2 separate regions of the Rattus norvegicus genome follow, and region 1 is linked to region 2. The links are chromatin contacts, called in public Hi-C maps. All regions are on one chromosome and are shown on one strand. Each heading gives the region's core, a stretch centred on a gene start, on an enhancer-like site or on the middle of the called end of the contact. The rest is flanking DNA. Distances are from core to core; before and after follow the strand shown.

Region 1 (3,373 bases), core at 648-3,147, 150 kb before region 2:
GTATATTGGCTGAAGTCACTCCTCACTCATGCACTGTATGTGCACCCTATATACTCATTGATTCTCCAGAGTGAACTTGAACAGAATGGTACCTCCCTCCGTTTCTCCTTCGGAATTTAGAAGTGGTAGACGGTGGTGGTGGCGGCTCTCCCTGAGGAGAAGGGGTAGATGTTGCTTACGGCATCCCCTTTGAGGAGGAATTTTAACCCCACCAAGTGATATGAGCAAACCCATCTCTTCTTAGGAACTGTTTATTTTCTCTGAAAACCCCAAACCTATCAACGTTTGATGGAAACGCAGATCTCGTTCGCTCAGCAGGTTGGAACAGGACCTGAGGCCAACATGGGCTTTGAAGAAAACTCCTGGTAAGACAGTGTGATGCAGTGAGGCCGTCTCAGAAAAGGTTAAAAAAAAAAAAAAAAAAAAAAGAAAAGCAACCTTTGATTGTACTCATATTGTTTGTTTGATACCATGGAAACACAGGTGATTAAAAAAAAAAAAACGATAAAAAAGTGCCAGGGACGAGATCAAAGGGCAGCTAGGGCATTTTCTTCACTGTCTGGATAATGTCAAAACATTTCTTTTATGTGCATGAATATTTTCCTTGCAGGTTCCTGTCTGTGTATCACGTGTGCACGGTGCCTGAAGAGGCCAGGAAGAGGTGTCATACCCCCTGGAACTGGAGTTACAGAGGGTTGTGAGCCACCACGTGGGTGCTGGGAATGGAGCCCGGGCCCTCTGTGGGAGCAGCCAGTGCTCTCAACCACTGAGCCCCCTCTCAAGCCCCATTCTGCATATCAGTACTGTTTCTTCTCTGTGCATGTATGTTTCCTTTTTCTAATAGACACCCAGAGGTAGAATTATTGGTTTCCCTGCAGTAAGTGCTCTTAATCGCTAAGCTATTTATCCAGTCCCCTCAAAAAATGTTTAAACTTAAGCAAAGTTCATATCATTGGGAGGGGGCATACAGATATGGAGATGCAACACAATATAAATACAATGTAATAAGCAGAACTCAGTAATTAGAGCCCACACATGAACCAGAGGCAGGAAGTCCCAGTCTGTTACCTCGAATACCGTGAGGAAGCTGGCATCTACCCAACTACCCAGCAGGGAGCTGCCCAGCCTTCAGCCTTTCCTGTGGTCTCCACCTGATGGAAACACCTGAAAGTTTTCCCTTCCAGAATCTGGCCTTTGAAATGATTATGACCATACAAATGTGCCCAAACTGGCTTGGAGAGATGGATCCTCCTTTATGGTCCAGAGACTGGAGTGAAGATCCCAAGATTCCACGGAAAAACAGGGCAGGTATTGTGATGGCCTACAATTCCAGCACTCAGGAGGTAGAAATAAGAGATTCCCCTAATAAGTTAGGCTAGCCAGAATCAGCAAGGTAAAACTGGTGAAACTCTGGGTTTGGTGACAGCCTCAATATGGTGGAAATTGATTACTATATCAGGACTTCATATGCATGCCCATATAAGTGTAAACAAACTTGTACACACACACACACACACACACACACACACACACACAGCCTCACATATCTAATTTACAGCATATAAATCCACATCAGACTGCAGAAAATGGGCAAAGTTCTAGATGGGTCACATGATGGACTCTGCTAGAAGTGATCATCCCCCCAGCTACCGCCACGGCTGGGTGAGTGAAGACTAAACTGACCATAATGATCTGGAGCCTTCACGTCTTATCATGTCTTTACCCACATATGGAGGGCTAGCAAGGCATGTAGCCCCACACTCACGGACAGACAGGAGGCAATGGTGTGCTTGCTTTGCAGGAGGGTGGTCTGACCTGCAGATGTCTCTCCTGCCTCAACTCCAGCAGCAGAGAGCAGCTTTAGTACTGTGCAGTTACCCTGTAACTTAATGGCAAACAAAGCTGGCGGCAGGAATCAGAACACCGAGTCCGAAGATCAGGAAGGTCAGAGGGTGGCGGGCTCGATGGTTGTTTTCAGCTTGACTTCAGAATGGAGTGAGGTGAAAGGAGGCGACGTCTTCCTCCACGCAGTAGTGTTTCTCATACTGATGCACATCACGGTGTCTCACGACACACAGGTGCTGATGTTGGAGACGGAAGCTGCACCTAACTCAGACGCATGGACGTGCCCCATAAACAGTACAGAGAGAGACAGCAGTGCAGCCTGGATAGAGAAACACCGCTGCACTGGGACCTGTGCTCCTTTAGCTCCAGAGTAAGCACACTTAGAAATACATACACAGATCTGCTTCGCTGACACGCTACATTTAAACTCCATGATAGATTGCACTAAGATGTCTAACCTTGCTATTTTAATAATACATAGAAAACACATCCGTAAACCCAGTGAAGTCATCTTTATTGCATATTGCTATTTAAAAAAATGTACAGTCTCATAGCACACACGACACCTTTTTTTCCCTTGGTTCTGTAACAACAGTCTTGCATCTAAAGACTAAATGGGTCCAACTACTAAGCTAGTAAGATACGAGACATTGATTAAGTTTAGAAATTATAATGCTTTTCTTTTTTTGGCATTATTTAAAAAAATCTTTAAAATACATACTCAAGAGAGAAAAGTGACTACTTACACCAGCACCAGTCTAAAAAGTCCATTTTTTTTTTTTTGTAACAATGGCACATGAAGTTACCTGCACAGTCTTTAGGAAAATAAACCGGAAGCTGGGAAGGGCAAAGGTGGCCTACCAGGAGGGCTACATGGAAGTGAGGAGGATTCTAAGAAAGGCAAGGGGACATGCGACACAGACTTGCTCTCTGGTGTGAGTCTCTTTCCACAGTTCCAAAACTGAGCTGGACCAAACTTTTCCTGCTATCAATAGAAAAGAATATACAAAGAGGCACTTTAGATCAGGAACAGTGAAATCCATCACTCCACCCCGCTCCTCCTCCCCAGGCTGGCCCGAGCCAGGTCTGCATCGGCACCACTGCCAGGATGCTTGCAGACTGGGGTTAGCTCGGGGCTGGGAGAGTCAGCTCTGCTTTGCACCTGTGACTGCCTTAGTGAAGAGCTATTTGCTTCTACATAATGGGTAGAAAAGTTGCTAAGTATGTGATGAAGAAAAACAAAAAATGTAAAAACCACAGCTCTTGACAATTCTTAGAGCACTGTTTCACAGCTTTCACACAGCACAGATCCCTTGCCATCTGCACTAAACAATATAGTCCATAGAGATTATTTTTTAAATAGTATGGTTCCTGTGTACTATGCACACTGGTATTCTACCGTCCCTGAAAACCCCATTTAGAGTGAGAATTCATTGGTGGGCAGGGACTCTGTCTTGCTTACTACCACTATAGCTCTACTATGCCCGGTACATAGTAAGTGCTTAATAAACAGTTGATACTTTACTGA
Region 2 (2,943 bases), core at 228-2,727:
CTCTCAGGGCCTGGATTAGCTGTGAAATAGCTAAGAGCTTTCTAGATCACTTCTGGGTCTCCTCTAGAACAGAGGCTAGGAAGAGCACTCGTGACTACTCCACTGCCCAGCTTTATCCCAAAGACCCTGCTTAGTGTTAAGCATTTGTGACTAGGCAGTTTGTTACCTTTTTTTTTTTTTTTAAAAACAAATGATTTGTTAAAGGGTGCATGGAAGCCTCCCAGGAAAGGATCTTGGGGAAAAGAGAATTTCCAGGTACTTACAGGTTTCAGTTAAATATGATAAAGCCCCACACTTATTAGAAGCACAGAGTCCAACATTTCACACAATATGCACTATGACACCCACAAAAAAAAAAAAAAACACCTTCCTCACATATGCAAAATTCTAAATAAAAAGGTTTACAAAGTTCATACAAATGAATACAAACACTGAGAGTTAACATTTAGACAGACAGACAGACAGATGGCCTGACACAATGTGCAACTAGACCCACACTTCCCAAACCCAAGCTCTCCTGATCTTCTCACATTTTCATGTTAGGACTTTCTAGGGTGACTGTGACAGTCCTGGAGCTAGGGCCCTAGGTGTTGCAAACCAGTCTCCTCATGCATCTCTTTCTCAAGTCAGCCCGGGAAAGCCTAATGGCCAGCTGGAGAACAGACATGGTAGACCCCGAGGAGGGGTGCAGATGACCTCAAAAGTCCACACAGCTCCTGAGAAGGAACTATGGCTGACTTGTTTTTAATTTTGTGTGTGGTCTGCAGGTAACATATGTACTCATTCACCTGTAAAATGTGTGTGTGTGTGTACGCGTGTGTGTGCATGTGTGTGCGTGTATATGTGTGTATATGTGCGTGTATGTGTGTATATGTGTGCATGGGTAGCCAGGTCAATGCCATATGTCCTTCTACTCTGCTCTCTGCCTGACTTTTTTGAGGCTAAGTCTCTCACTAAATCTGGAGTGCACTCAGAGATTTACTACCTCCCCAGCTGTGACTATAGGCTGACACTATCTGTGTCTTTTTAGGTGGGTGTCAAGTATTCAAACTCAGGTCCTCACACTTGCCCTGCCCAACAAGCATGTCATCATCAGAGCCATCTCCCTAAGTGCTGGCTAACTGTTTAATGGAAGCCATGCCTCCTCACACATTATCTTTACGTTAGTGACCAAAAGAGGATCTTGGGTCAGTTAATTAAAGTGCGACAACATTTTCACTTTGAACTCTGAAAGGCAAGTTTGGAGGGTGCCAAAACCCAAGTGAAGTTTGAAAGACATTCTTGTCTGGGGAGTGGGAGGGGAACAAGTCAGGGCGCTTCTCTGTTCTGGGACAAGCTGTTGCTGTGGCTTTTAAAGGCTAAAGCTGTTTTTAAAGCACGCTGGCCTTTGACAACAGCAAGAGCTTTGGCTTCCCTTTCCCCAAAGCCTAGTCTTCCTTATCCAGAGATAAGGTAACTGACCTACAAACCCAGGCCACAGGCTTCAAAGCTGTTTACTCACTGGCGCTGGTGGGCTTTCCCTGGCCAGAACCAGTGTCTCACAGGGTCCCCTGTTGTGACCAAGGACATATCTTAAAATGTGGCTGGCTTCCCAGGCTATGGTCATGGAAGAATGGAGAAATGACCCCAATGGCTCTAATCCCCTGACCTTTCTCTTGGCTTTAACCAACTGCCCAAATAAATAAAACCAGCAGGGGCAACTCCATTTCCCAAAAGAAATCCAGTTTATCCCCTAAACATGCAAGCCTGTTTCAATGTTTAAAGCCCTTGGACCATTTAAAATCTTCTCGCTCACTCTCCACAAGGGCAATTTTATCCTCTAGGAGATGCTTGGCTATGTCTGACTTTGAAGTTGTGTTGCAACAGTGGAGGGGCACCATAAGCATGGATCCATGCATGGATGCAGGTCGGGGTGCGGCTGAACACCGCACTAGGGAGACCCCCTCCCAACAGCATTATCCAGGCCAGTGTTCAATGTGTTGAGAAACAAGGGACCAGAGAAGAAGAAAGGACTGTTTGCCAGAGGACTACTGGTTCATAAACCTTTGACGAACCTCATCTGAGTGTCATTTGGTTTCAATTAAGAATTATATCCCTGAGGCAGTGAGACAGCTCAGCAGGTAAGACTGATGACCTGAATTCAGTCACAGCACTCACAGGGTGGAAGAGGACTGACTCTCTGAGGTGTCCTCTGACCTCCGCAGGTACTCACGGACATCATGGAATTTGCATTTGCAGTCAAATCCATCCTTTCCCTCTCTCGGGCTAGCATCAGCTGTTGACACAGCCCAGAGTTATAGAGGGAGTCTCCTCAGTCACCCTGCCCTGTGAGCATGTCTGTGGGGGCATTTTCTTGATTGATAATTGATGTAGGAAGACCAGTCAGGTAGCTCTAGGCTAGATAACAAAGCTGGCTGAGCTACAAAGAAAGAGCAAACCAGTGAGCAGCAGTCCTCCATGGTTTCCACTCCAGTTTCTGCCTTTCTTCTCTCCAAGACAGACGATGGCATGGTCTCTTTATTATGAGATGGAACAGACCCTCTTTTCCCAAGTCGCTTGGTCGTGGTGTTTAACATAGCTACAGACAGCAAACGTGCACACGCATGCGTGCACACGCACATGCGATCCATAATGTAAAAATATTTTTATAGAATTACACATTTAATGTTATCAGGGGCAAGGAAGTAAAGAGAGAATGCTGTGAAGTAAATGGCCGTGCACGTGGCACAAGGGCAGGGTGAGACCTGTGGTACTTGAAGAATAAGCGCTCATGCACGCATGCCATTCAATGTTTACAAGCACTGCTGAGCCAGAGGTGTAACCTGAAGTGCTTGCCCAGGATGCTCAAAGCCTTGGGTTTGAACCCAGCACTGTGCAAAACAGGTGTGGTAGTGATTCAGCACTTCTGGGGGTGAGGAAGGATGACTAGAAGTTCAAGAGCAT

Evidence for each region. Hi-C and Micro-C count contacts between places; a contact is called where the count stands out from the background.
Region 1: a contact with region 2 is called in a Hi-C map of liver, with 2.1 times the contacts expected there. The contact joins two enhancer-like sites. A contact is called at or near these places in 3 of 12 Hi-C or Micro-C datasets (the A7r5 cell line and liver) and 1 of 1 datasets of contacts at active chromatin or transcription factors (oligodendrocytes).

Annotation. Positions count from the first base shown.
Region 1 is chr6:96,284,970-96,288,342 of GRCr8, reverse strand. It overlaps Daam1 (dishevelled associated activator of morphogenesis 1), which reads right to left. Exons shown (of 24, transcript NM_001108030.1): 24 at 2,294-3,373. Among named protein-coding and RNA genes, the nearest start is that of Gpr135, 80 kb to the left of the region's middle. Within about 2 kb of position 1,897, at least 3 of the 93 cell types and tissues checked have an H3K27ac peak or open chromatin away from gene starts, as enhancers often do. A contact at or near this core is called in liver, where this site is marked.
Region 2 is chr6:96,133,900-96,136,842 of GRCr8, reverse strand. It overlaps a transcript of Daam1 not described here. Among named protein-coding and RNA genes, the nearest start is that of Daam1, 48 kb to the left of the region's middle. Within about 2 kb of position 1,477, at least 18 of the 93 cell types and tissues checked have an H3K27ac peak or open chromatin away from gene starts, as enhancers often do. A contact at or near this core is called in liver, where this site is marked.